Regions from separate parts of the Mus musculus genome. Here regions 1 and 2 are each linked to region 3. Evidence: chromatin contacts called from public Hi-C and HiChIP or PLAC-seq data. All regions are on one chromosome and are shown on one strand. Each heading gives the region's core, a stretch centred on a gene start, on an enhancer-like site or on the middle of the called end of the contact. The rest is flanking DNA. Distances are from core to core; before and after follow the strand shown.

Region 1 (3,914 bases), core at 665-3,164, 800 kb before region 3:
CTGTAAGGGGACTTCTGTTAACTTGATCTACTTTCCCAACCACATATACTCTGCAGCTCTAGCTTGCATCAGTGCAACCTATAGCCAAAAAAAAAAAAAAAAAAAAAAAAAAAAAAAAAGAAAAGAATAGAAGCAACAGGATATGTACAGATAGAAGCAATTCTAACCCTTGAATGCTTTCAAGGGCTTAACATGCAAATAGGACCATTCTTAAGTCATAGCAATGGGGAACTGTTTTTAAATTAAACTCCAATGGAATTCTAAGACATCTAAGACTTGTATTTTGTAGCAGTCCCAAGGTTTAACATTTGACTAAAATCTTAGCAACTGAAGCAATCCTCTAGGTATAAATTGGAGAGCTATTGCAAAGCTGTCAAAAAGGAAACATCTTGACAACTGTCTGGCAGGCTTGAGTTTTGGATGAAGCAACCACTTTTTATCTTGCCTCCAACAGCATCTGATACCTTGTGCAACATAGTTGCTAAGTTTCTTCTTCCTTTCTTCTCTCCATCCTTATTTCTACACACCCCCTTCCCCAGACACAGAACCACACTTGCAGCTACCCCGGGTGGCACAGCACCTCCATTGTGGACCAGACCAGACCTCATGGGGATAGTGCACCTGTTTCCTGTTTGGGAGAACACCATGCCACCCCATCTCTGCCTGCAGATCCCGGCTCCCTACCTGAAGAAAGTGCCTCACCAGCAAGGTGCATGATCGTCCACCAGGGCACCATTCTGGACAATGTTAAGAACCTCTTAGAATTTGCAGAAACACTCCAGTTTATAGATTCTGTAAGTAGAATTGCTAAGGCACGTTGATGTTTCTGGAAGAGGAATTGAGAATTGGTATAGCATAAATCATTGCCATTTTCTATAGCAAATACGGTTTGGTCCTACATTCATGTAAAGTGAAAGACTTAGCTTTTACGATTCCACTTCTCTCAGTGGTCTTGATTTTGTAGGCTACCCACCCAAAATTGTTTGCCTTCCAGGTGTGAATTAATGAAGTTCTGACTTACCACAAAGGGCTCAGAATGAGAGCTGTGTCTGAACTATTTTAACAAATTTCTTATATATTTTGCTTACTTCTTTGTGATTCTCTAGAAAATTTCTTTGTTGTTTTGGTTTTGCTTGCTTTTTGTTTTGTTTTGTCTGTTTTGGGACAGCACATTTGGACTTACGTTTCCTCGTAACCTTAAGCTTTCAGTTCAAGGGTGGGGCATATAGATCTCTCTACAGCATACTGTAAATTGATTGACAATCATAGTAACACCAAAATAAACCATCTTGAACCATCTTGAGTGAAACAAATTTGAGTTCAGCAGTCACTCAGTTCATTTTCTTGGTCTCCTAATTGGTTAAAAAGCACTTATTCCCTTCACACGGGACAGGGCCAGCTATTGCCATAATGTATCATCTAGAAATGTTTTCTGTTTGCTTTAAATTGCATGCAAAAGAGAGTGCCTGAGCTCTCCACAGCAGATGTGCAAGACAACCCATGCACCGCTGTAATCCCTGAGCTAGAAAGCAGGCAGGCAGGCAGGCAGGCCCAGCGTTTTCGTCCATTGCTCTTTCAGTGCTGTGTTTGGGTGATGGTGGCGCTGTCACTTGCATACCATCTCAGAAGCTCTGTGCCTCCCACGTTGTTTCAGGATTCTTCGTGGTGTGATCTCAGCAGTTTTGAATTCTCTGAAGAAGCGGCAGCTTTTTCACCTAGCCAGCAGCCCACAGGCAAAGCCTTCCAGCTTCAGCAAAGAGAGGGCCATGGGACTAGATCTGCAGGAGAGCCTAGCCTGAGGGTGACCAGGCGAGTGCTGAGCGAGGCATCCCTCGGCCCAGACTCACCCCAAGCGAGGCACAGCAAGGTTCCGCTGGTCGTCCTACGAAAAAGGCGGGGCCAGGCCAGCCCCCTAGCCGCTGGAGAGCCTAGCCCCTCCCTCTTTGCTGACGTCATCAGCTCAACTCTCAAGCGTTCCCCTGTCAAAAGCCTACCCTTCTCTCCCTCGCAGGTAGAGCACAATTTCTGCACAGCTGTTACTAATTTTCAGCATACACCCGAGCCTTAATAATTAGAAACTAATCTAAATTTGAACAAATGACTAATGACTGCCGTCCTGGCAGATTTAATTCCGCGTTCAATCTCACTGGGGTAGAGGTGGCTAGCTTCCTGGCATTTGGGCTGACACACTGGTGATTTTGTCGCATCTCTTTCTCTCGAAGTCTTGGTGTTTTGGAAAATGGACAGAAAGTTGCATGGGATGTGTTTCCATTTCCCTTTTCACTACATTTCCCTTTTTCCGTCCCTCCCCTCTTCTCCCTTGTCATCCTTGCCTCTTCACATTTTAACACGATGTCTGCCTCTTTGTTCATTGACTACTAAGTGATTTACTGACCCTGGGGAGGAGGGAACCAAATTATGATTACATAACATTTGGATTACAACTAGAAAATGAACCACTATGCCCCTTTTCTAAGTGAGGATGTTTACTGAGATGATGAAAAAGAGATGCTTCTGCAAAATAATTTAACATTTTCAACACTGGGTCTTTTAAATTCTGCTATGGGATTTTGCTAAGGTACCGTTTTCCAAAGAATACCCTTACTTCATATAGTGTTCTTAAGGTATATAACACTATAATGCTTAGCAGAGCCACGTGCTTTCCAAATTATAATTAAGAGACAATTTGGCTCCTTAAATTTTTTTCCCAATTATATCCGTTGAAGATTTGGTACTTTGTTTTACTTTACTTCATTTTAGTAGTAGTAGTAATAGTAGTAGTAGTAGTAGTAGTAGTAGTAGTAGTAGTATTGTGGTTCTTAGAATCTAACCTGGAGCCTCATGTGTGCTAGGGAAGTGCCCTACCACTGAGCTATACATATTTCTGGACTTGTTTTTAAAAGAACTTTAAGTATAGACAAATGATCCCCCCATTCCCCAAAACAATTGGTCTCCACCCCCCACCCACCCCCATATTTTCCTAAACCGTGTTTTGTGAAATCATTTCTGCAAGATAGATGTCTCAGGGAAAATGATCTAGGTAGACATAAACGTTTGGGAAATGCTAACTCGGGCTTTAAACGGCTTCTTTACCAGAGGGTCCTTCAGGCTTGGCGTTTGTTTGGATTTTTTATTCTTTAATTTTTCAGAATGCAGACAGTCTTTTATTCTGCTCAGCTTGCCTTATGCTCCTGAGTTCAAGAGGCGCCCTGGCTTCTGAGTGACTGACTGCAGGCAGCAGCCACTGCTCCTGGCTTCCCTGAGAGCGTTGAGTGTGCTCATCAGTCTACCCAAGAGATAAGATCCATTGCCTTTCCCAAACCTGTGTTACCCTGGGAGCGTCAGGATGCTGAGAGACAAACCTTCTTACTGGATAATTTCCCACATCACGCAAACCTTACACAACAACAGTCTGAGTTATTAGACCATTAAACTGAGAAAACCAAATATGAAAGAAAAAGAAGATAACCTTTTTAATGTTGATCAAGAGCACATATCATTCTCTTAAGTGACAAATGTCATTTACAGAGAAGATTTTCTTTGAATTTTGCAAGGTTTGAAGCTTTGACCCTTTAGATGTTCTTTCTTATAAATCTCTGAACCTTGCCTAATCAGGTGGAATAAATCAATATCCTTGCCAACACTGAAAGATTGTTAACGTTGTCGTAGTTGGGGTTGTGAGTCAGTAGAGGACACTTGCCTGCCATCTGGGTTTGGCTTCAAACTGCATGATCACAGACTCATTATTTAATCAGTTTTTCTTTCTTTCTCTCTCTCTCTCTCTCTCTCTCTCTCTCTCTCCCTTCCTTCCTCCCTCTCTCCCCCCTCCCTCCCTCCTTCCCTCCCTTCCTTTCTTCTCTCCCTTCCTTTCTTTCTTCCATGTTTAGTTCTTGAACACTTCCAGCAACCATGAA
Region 2 (3,845 bases), core at 145-2,644, 530 kb before region 3:
GAGACCCTCCTAACCATGTGGGAGGCAGTGTCCTAGCGGCCTTCAGATGAAGGTGTAGAACTCTCAGTTTTGCCTGCACCATGCCTGTCTGGACACTGCCATGCTCCCACCTTGATGATAATGAACTGAACCTCTGAACCTGTAAACCAGCTCCAATTAAATGTTGTCCTCTATAAGAACTGCCTTGGTCATGGTGTCTGTTCACAGCAGTAAATCAAAACTAAGAGACACGTCATACATGTAAGATGGGCTTCACTTTAATGTAAACTTCATCAGAAAAATATCAGGCCACTGAGAGAATGAGAATTGTGACATACGGTTAGATAAAACTACTTCCTTTCCAACACTTCCTCCAACAAAGCCACACCCACTCCAACAAGGCCACGCCTCCTCTAATAAGGACACACCTCCTAACAGCACCACTCCCTAAAACTACTTCATCTGAGGGTTGGGTTCCTGGACAAGGTCTTCTTGTGCTGGATCTTCCTTGGTAACCTTATGTCAAAGTTCTTAGTCATAATCGCGCCCTTCCTATATAAAACATGATTTTGTGATGGTCCTAGGGATTTATCTCAATTAATATTCACAGAAATATTTGTGAAATAAAGTTCTTTCCGATTCTCTTCTCTGCTCTTTTCAATGAGAAATATTCCTTAATGCTACAAATGCACTTGAACGTACCTATCGAAGGTATGTTTTATTATGTTCTGTAAGTGCCTACAGAGCTACAACTTTTTAATGTTGGTTATGATACTATATGCTGAGATTTATGGAGGGAGCTAAAGCCATCTTATTAATAAGAGTTCATAATTATGTAAGACCATAAAGGACATTTTCAGGCAGACTGATTCACCCTTTCCATCAAACCATCATATTGGCTCTAAGACATTGGCTCTAAGAGCTTCTAGCTTTGCTTTTCTGATGAAGTCTGAACTTAAACAAGAAAGGAAGTTCCACCTTCCATGGAAGACACAGTATAAAAAAAATCTCTGAGGCTTTCCTGTTTGGCTGGTATAAACTCCACGCCTGTGTTTATCTCCAGCTCCTCCTGGTTAGGGGGTGTCCGTGTGCCAGTCATAGCTAACATACTTTCTTGAGGTGTCTTTGAACAAAGTCCTTTTGCGACATGCTGTGTGTATTTACTTTGAATGACTGTGAATTTTAAATTTGGATTAGGAAGTTGATAACACGACTGAAATTAATGTCTCTTCTCCATCTTTAATTTAGAGAAGCAGGATGGAGTCCAAATGGGAAAGGAATTGAACATAAGAATCTTCCAGGTTAACCGACCGGGAAGTAGCCCAGAGAAACTGGGCTGACGGGTAGGATCTAAGCACTGTGTTGTGCTTCAGTTTCTTGAACGCTGGCTTCCGGCACCATGATGCAACTGCTATCTGTCTTTATTTCCCTACTGTGGTTTTTGTGGGCTCTTTGCTTTAGAACTGTGTATTGTCTGGAACCCTGTGAGGATGAAACGACATTTTCAGGTTCGCAGTAGTGGCCAGGATCTGTCTGCGTGGTTTTTGATCTTTAGTTTGTGATATTGTGTATAGGATACTTTCTCTAGTTGCTATTATGACAAAGTGAATGCTCCCTTAAGCTGGTTATGAATGGCGTCCATGCTCCACTAAGGGAAAATAATGAAACCATTAACAGGTTAGTTCAAATTAGGTTCTTCTCCCTTTGCTGGTCAGCCAGCCCTGTGTGATTGCCTTGGTTCTCAATTTTATAATGAAGTTCAGGGTCAGTGGGATGTTTCATCAATAAACCTCCTTCCTCATAAGCAGAAACTGCTCAGTTTGATTCCCAGAAGCTATGTGAAGAGACTAGAAATATTGTCACATGCTTGCAGTTCCAGGATGGAGAGAAGGAGACAGGCAGGGGACTCCTGTAGCATATTGGCCAGCTTGCCTAGGCTACGTGAAGAAGCCCTAGGCCAGGGAGATCCCTGTCTGAAACCCAAAAGCTGGAAGATGCCCAAGAAAGGACTTGAGAGGTTGTCCTCTGCTGTCTGCACATGTGCACCCTACACACATATGTACACATCTAGTGAGCCATGCACACACACACACACACACACACACACACACACACACACACAATCTATATGTTTACTGGTTTACAGAAAACAGATGTAATTATGAAATGATAGCTTTGGCACCAACAGGTCAGACTTGGTGGTATACATCTTTAATTCTAGCACTCAGAAAGCAGAGATAAGTAAGTCTCTATGAATTTGAGTCTAGCTTGGGCTACCCAGAGGGTTCCAGGCCAGCCAGGGCTACCTAGTAAGACTTTTAAAAATAACAACAAAAACCATTTTTATTTGTTATTGTGAGTAAGGTCTGTTGATGTAGGTCATGGAATTGTGAACCAATGACAGGTAAACAGCTTATCTGTATTATTTCTTAGGATGCATATGCCACAGGGTTTTTTAAATAATAGAGTATATTTACATCATCCCTTTTATCATTAGAAGGCTGAGGTTAAATAATACTAATGGCTAACACAAAATTCCTTAACTCAAGTTTTGAGGTTCCTAACTTACTTAATTCTATTGACAGATTACTGTTCTTGGTGTGTGTGTGTGTGTGTGTGTGTGTGTGTGTGTGGTGTTTTTGTTTATAGCAATACCTTCCTAAAGCCTATATGAAAATAAGAAAAAAAAAAACAAAAACCTTTTTAGTTAGCCAGCCTGAACTATGTAATGAGTTCCAGGACAGCCTGGGCTACAAAATAGAGCTCCGGTCTCGTGTGTGTGTGTGTGTGTGTGTGTGTGTGTGTGTGTGTGTGTGTGTGTCTAGGGAGTGAGAGTGGAAAGTTGATAATGAGTTCAATTTCTAGTAATAAATTTATTTATGAGATGAAACTGCTCAAAGCAATGTTAAAACCATCATTGGGTGAAAGGTCCCAGGGACTCAGAGTTGTTGCTTTCTAAGGCTTTCCCCAAGCATTAATGTTAATTTTGAATTCATAATAATAATAAAAGGAAATTTGTGTCCCATTGTCAGATATTATTAACTACTAATATGATAAACTGTTTTTAATTAACCAGAATACACTCTTGTAATTACCAAATGCAGACAATTTTGTTTAGTTCTGAGTAAAGTACAACAGCCTGCAACATGCCGTAGAGGTCCTTGCAAATTTTCCTGCCCCTGGCCTCCTGACCTTCCCACAATTCCCTCTTTATGCCCCCCTCACATCTCTGTTTTTCTTGCCTTCTGTAAGAATCTGAACCAACACAGTACTGCAGATGCAAGGAACAGGCTGATTTGATTGCACACCTTCCTCTGCAGCTCTAAGGTGGCCTGTGCTCTTTCTATGGACGATTTCCTACTGTGTGTGGGCCTCTAACTGAACTAAAGTACAAGGGTTACCATTTCTCTACCCTTTTAAGGACAGAGTGGAAAGACTCCAGTGTCTATAGAATTATCTATAGTTTTACAGAGAGAGTAACAATTTAGAATTAAAGTTTTAAGAATAGATAAAGTGAAATATTTAATATCACTTAGTAGGTCTATACTAGTGTGTGTATAATCACACTATTTATGGGTAGATGGTGCTCAGTGAAGGAATAGGGAGGAGATGCAGGCATGAAGTTAATACAAAAATTTGGCCAAGTGACTCTGTCTGCTCTCTGGTTTTAGCCTTAGCCTCTTCTGTCCCCAGTCACCTCCAGTTAAGCACTTCCTGCCAGGTAGCAGGGAGACAGGAAACACCATGTGCTTCCTGGCTCAGGTGGTGGCACATGACCATAGGGCAGTCATTCAGAGCAAACGCCCAATGCTGCCTGGGATTTGCTGACACTGTGCAGGATGACAGCACGATGACCCAGTTACGCG
Region 3 (4,088 bases), core at 976-3,475:
GAATACCACACTATCAACGGTGCACTACTGCAGACTCATCCTTCTCACACCGAAACAAAGACTGCAATGTTTACACAGAGGCTTTCTTTCCGGAATTTGGGATTGACCTTGGGAGCCTTGCTCATACTGGGCAAGTGTTCTACCACAGAGCCACGTATCTTATATCCTAGCCCTACTTCATGCCCTTTGACTTTGAGATGGAGTCTCACTAAGCTGCCCAAGAAGGTCTTCAACTCACTCTGTAGCCTAAGGTGACCCTGAAATGTAGATCCCTCTGTCTCAGTCTCTCTAACAACTGAGGCCTGTACTAACACACATGGTGTGACTTTGCTGTTTTCTATCTGCTGCTATGAGAAGCATCATGACCAAAAGCAACGTGGGGAGGAAAAAATGTCATCATGGGAGGAAGTTAGGACAGAAACTCAAAACAAAGCAGGAACCTGGAGGCAGGAGCTGATGGAGGAATGCTGATAACTGACTTGTTCCACCAGCTTTCTTATAAAAATTAGGGCCACCTGCTCAGGGGTGTTACCACCCACAATGGGCTGGGCTCTCCCACATCAATCACTAATTAAGAAAATGCTCGGGGCTGGTGAGATGGCTCAGTGGGTAAGAGCACCCGACTGCTCTTCCAGACTGCTCTTCCAAAGGTCTGGAGTTCAAATCCCAGCAACCACATGGTGGCTCGCAACCATCCTAACGAGATCTGATTCCCTCTTCTGGAGTGTCTGAAGACAGCTACAGTGTACTTACATATAAAATAAATAAATCTTAAAAAAAAAAAAAAAAAAAAAAAAAAAGTATGACTGGCTACCCTTTAAAAAAAAAAAAAAAAAGAAAATGCTCTACAGACTAGCCTATAGCCTGACTTTTGGAAGGCAATTTCTCAATCAGGGTTCCCTCTTCTCAGATCATTACAGTTTGTGTCAAGTTGAAATGAAACTAGCCAGTCACGATTCATCATCATTGAGGGAAGTCAGGCAGGAATAGAAGCAGAAACCCTGGCTCAGGCTCAACTAGCTTTCTTATACAGCTCAGAACTCATTATCCCAAGAATGGTATCCTCCACAGGGCTGGGCCCTACCACAACTATGAACAGTAAGGACACTCACTTAGAGACAGGGCCACAAGCCAACGTAATCTAAGCTATTTCTTGAGGTTCCTCTCCCCATAAGACTCTAATACCGAGTTGACAATAAAAACTAATCAGGGCAGAGAACATGTTCAAAATGGCACACTGTCCATCTGTAATCAGCCATTGGTAGGTGGTGGTGGGTGGTAACACCCCTGAGCAGGTGGCCCTAATTTTTATAAGAAAGCTGGTGGAACAAGTCAGTTATCAGCATTCCTCCATCAGCTCCTGCCTCCAGGTTCCTGCTTTGTTTTGAGTTTCTGTCCTAACTTCCTCCCATTGGTAGGGGGGGGGGATCAGGAGCTCAAGGAACGCCTGAACTGCATAGTGCCCTGCCTGGCTCAAAGAACAAAAACGACCCAAGAATAGCAGCAAAATCCAGACTTTTAGCCTAAGCTGCACCATATCCTGTCTCAAAGCAACGACAATAACGAGACCCAAAAATAAAGTTAGCAAAATTAATAAAAGACTTTTACCTGGTCTACGGGAACACCAAAATATTCCAGCACGTTTCTTAATATATTTAGAATGAAAGACATTGGTGAAGGAAGTTCAAGAAAACGCTGTTCGTTGGTACCTTAGAAGAGAAGTTATCAATTATTACTCTTGACAGGTAACTGCTACATAGACCGCACTAAGGAAACCACAGAGACCTTTCATGACACCATCAAGTGATTGCTCCTGGAGAGCTATTATTTTGAAGAGAGACTTAAAAGGAAAGAAAGAGCACTTTACTAAATTCCATTGCTATCTTACCGTGTGTGTGTGTGTGTGTGTGTGTGTGTGTGTGTGTGTGTGTGTAAAGGGATTGACAAGCAAATGTGCGACAGCCAAGATCACCATCCCTGGAGCTCTGCTGCCCCTGGAGAGAACCGCCCAGCCGCTCTCTTCACCCCGCGAGGAACGCCACCCGCCCGCGCTTCCGTCCGTCCGTCCGTCACCGGCCACCGACCGGAAGCCGAGGCCTAACGGAGCCCGTGCCACTCACCATCCCGCGGCATTGCACGGCGCCAGGCGGCCGGGGAAACTCTCCGGACGCGACCTACAGCCGCAGAGTAGCTTCTTCCCGGAATCGCTCGCCGCTTCCGACTCGACCCCAGCCTGGAATATCAAGCTTCGCGGGCCGGAGTTCGGAGTCTATCCCTATTGGACGCCGCCGGAGGACGCCGCCGGTGATTGGAAGGGTAAGAGCCAATAGGCGCATTCGAAAGGCGCATGCGCACCGTGCCCCCAGCATTCGGAATTGTGTCTTCTGCCTTTGCAACTTGTGCTTCACTCAGTCCTTTGCCAGTAAGGTGTCAAGCCTTCCCAACATTCAACAAAGAATCCGCCCACTTGTAATTGTTTAGTCATTCTGCGAAAATATCTAGCCGTTATGCTAAATGCTGGGATTACTCATGTTGAGCCACACTGTCCAGTCTAGTTGTTTACATGTCTTAGTGTGTGCACGCTACACATGCACATGCCAAAGTACCTGTTTCAAAGCCAAAGGACAATTTGTGTAGGATCCACGGATAGAACTTGAGACCTCAGGTTTGGTAGCAGGCTGCTTGAGCCATCTCGCTGACCCTAAGGCTTTTTTACACCTTTACCTTTCAAACTTTTGAAAGCTAATGAAAAGCAAAAAAGCTTTAATTAATCAAAACCAAAACAAAACCAAAAAACCCTTGTTTTGTATTGACAGTAAGAGATTATGGAAAGCAGAGTTATATACACTGGTCATAGCTATACTCACCACAACCCAATTCACAAATTGATATTTAATTGTAGTAATGTATTTAATTACAAAACCTCAGTTAAATAACTAAAGATTTGGCATGTCATGAGGACATGAGCATTAAGTTTTGAAATTCTTACATTTTCTTTTCCTTTCTTAGGAATGTTTTAATAATCTTAACAATTGCTGGGAGTGGTTGGCGCATGCCTTTAATCCCAGCACTCGGAGGCAGAGACAGGCGGATTTCTGAGTTCGAGGCCAGCCTAGTCTACAAAGTGAGTTCCAGGACAGCCAGGGCTATACAGAGAAACCCTGTCTCAAAAAACCAAACAAAACAAAAAACAAAAACAAATTACATATATATAAATATATGTATATATATAACATATATATATGAATATATGTATATTCTTAAAAAATAATAAGGCTGGGCATGGTGGTGCACGCCTTTAATCCCAGTACTTGGGAGGCAGAGGCAGGTGGATTTCTGGGTTCGAGGCCAGCCTGGTTAACAGAGTGAGTTCCAGGACAGCCAGGGCCACACAGAGAAACCCTGTCTCAAAAAAACCAAAAATAAAAAATAAAAAATAATACAGCATTTCTGAAAAGAAACAACCAAGACTGTATAAACTCTCTGGAGAAATGTGTTTTTTGGTTTTTGGTTGTTTTGGTTTGTTATTAATGTTTTGGGACATGATCGGAAATTAAAGAAAGTTGGCTTTGAAATGCTGCCTTTCCCTCATTTAAGGATCAGATCAACACAGTTCCTCCAAGTCTGTCCTAAGTGTGTGTGTGATGTCTTCTGAGAAGCCACCGCGGGTGCCAGCAATAGCATAAACTGTTTTTGGAGTCTCTTAGATTCAAATGACCAACAACTTAAGTTTCTCATATCCAGTACTGGATTTTTTTTTCCCCCACTATGGCTCTAATGCAGAGCATTATCGCTCCAAGTGGCATAATTTCATTTAAACTATATAGGTATGCATGCACATACTTACTATATCATATGCAAACTTAGTAAATATAAAATTATTCCTTACAGCTTTTTCAAATATTTAGTATTTATCCCTTCTCCATCTGTTCCTGAATTGCACCTTCCATCTATTTTTTTTCTACTTCTTCCTTCTGATCACCTCTATCCTGCCATGCAGAGTGTTCCAAAGAAAGCAGCCATTGAGCAACCAGAATTGGGAGCTGTGCCAGAGAATACAGGTAGGTTATATGTGTCTGAGCCATTTG

The links. Hi-C and Micro-C count contacts between places; a contact is called where the count stands out from the background. HiChIP or PLAC-seq counts read pairs in DNA pulled down with a chosen protein or histone mark.
Region 1: a Hi-C map of LSK cells shows a contact between it and region 3, with 6 times the contacts expected there. The contact joins the enhancer-like site here to the promoter of Mtfr2 in region 3. A contact is called at or near these places in 4 of 39 promoter capture datasets (the C10 cell line, cranial neural crest and liver), 12 of 484 Hi-C or Micro-C datasets (CD8 T cells, LSK cells, Th1 cells and 8 more), 7 of 115 datasets of contacts at active chromatin or transcription factors (bone marrow-derived macrophages, craniofacial prominence, effector CD8 T cells and 4 more) and 2 of 9 other capture datasets (adipose tissue and macrophages).
Region 2: a contact with region 3 is called in an H3K4me3 HiChIP or PLAC-seq map of bone marrow-derived macrophages, with 9 times the contacts expected there. The contact joins the enhancer-like site here to the promoter of Mtfr2 in region 3. A contact is called at or near these places in 2 of 39 promoter capture datasets (cranial neural crest and second pharyngeal arch cranial neural crest), 1 of 484 Hi-C or Micro-C datasets (bone marrow-derived macrophages), 8 of 115 datasets of contacts at active chromatin or transcription factors (the 230-238 cell line, acute myeloid leukemia, bone marrow-derived macrophages and 3 more) and 4 of 9 other capture datasets (adipose tissue, liver, macrophages and 1 more).

The regions. Positions count from the first base shown.
Region 1 is chr10:21,143,066-21,146,979 of GRCm38.p6, reverse strand. It overlaps Myb (myeloblastosis oncogene), which reads left to right. Exons shown (of 16, transcript NM_001198914.1): 9 at 540-794; 10 at 1,655-2,011; 11 at 3,888-3,914. Among named protein-coding and RNA genes, the nearest start is that of Myb, 16 kb to the left of the region's middle. Within about 2 kb of position 1,914, at least 149 of the 459 cell types and tissues checked have an H3K27ac peak or open chromatin away from gene starts, as enhancers often do. A contact at or near this core is called in adipose tissue, craniofacial prominence, epiblasts and 2 more, where this site is marked.
Region 2 is chr10:20,880,355-20,884,199 of GRCm38.p6, reverse strand. No RefSeq gene overlaps it. Among named protein-coding and RNA genes, the nearest start is that of Gm33510, 43 kb to the right of the region's middle. Within about 2 kb of position 1,394, at least 90 of the 459 cell types and tissues checked have an H3K27ac peak or open chromatin away from gene starts, as enhancers often do. A contact at or near this core is called in the 230-238 cell line, acute myeloid leukemia, bone marrow-derived macrophages and 2 more, where this site is marked.
Region 3 is chr10:20,345,956-20,350,043 of GRCm38.p6, reverse strand. It overlaps Mtfr2 (mitochondrial fission regulator 2), which reads right to left and starts at 2,225. Exons shown (of 7, transcript NM_027930.3): 1 at 2,121-2,225; 2 at 1,609-1,709. The coding sequence starts at 2,133.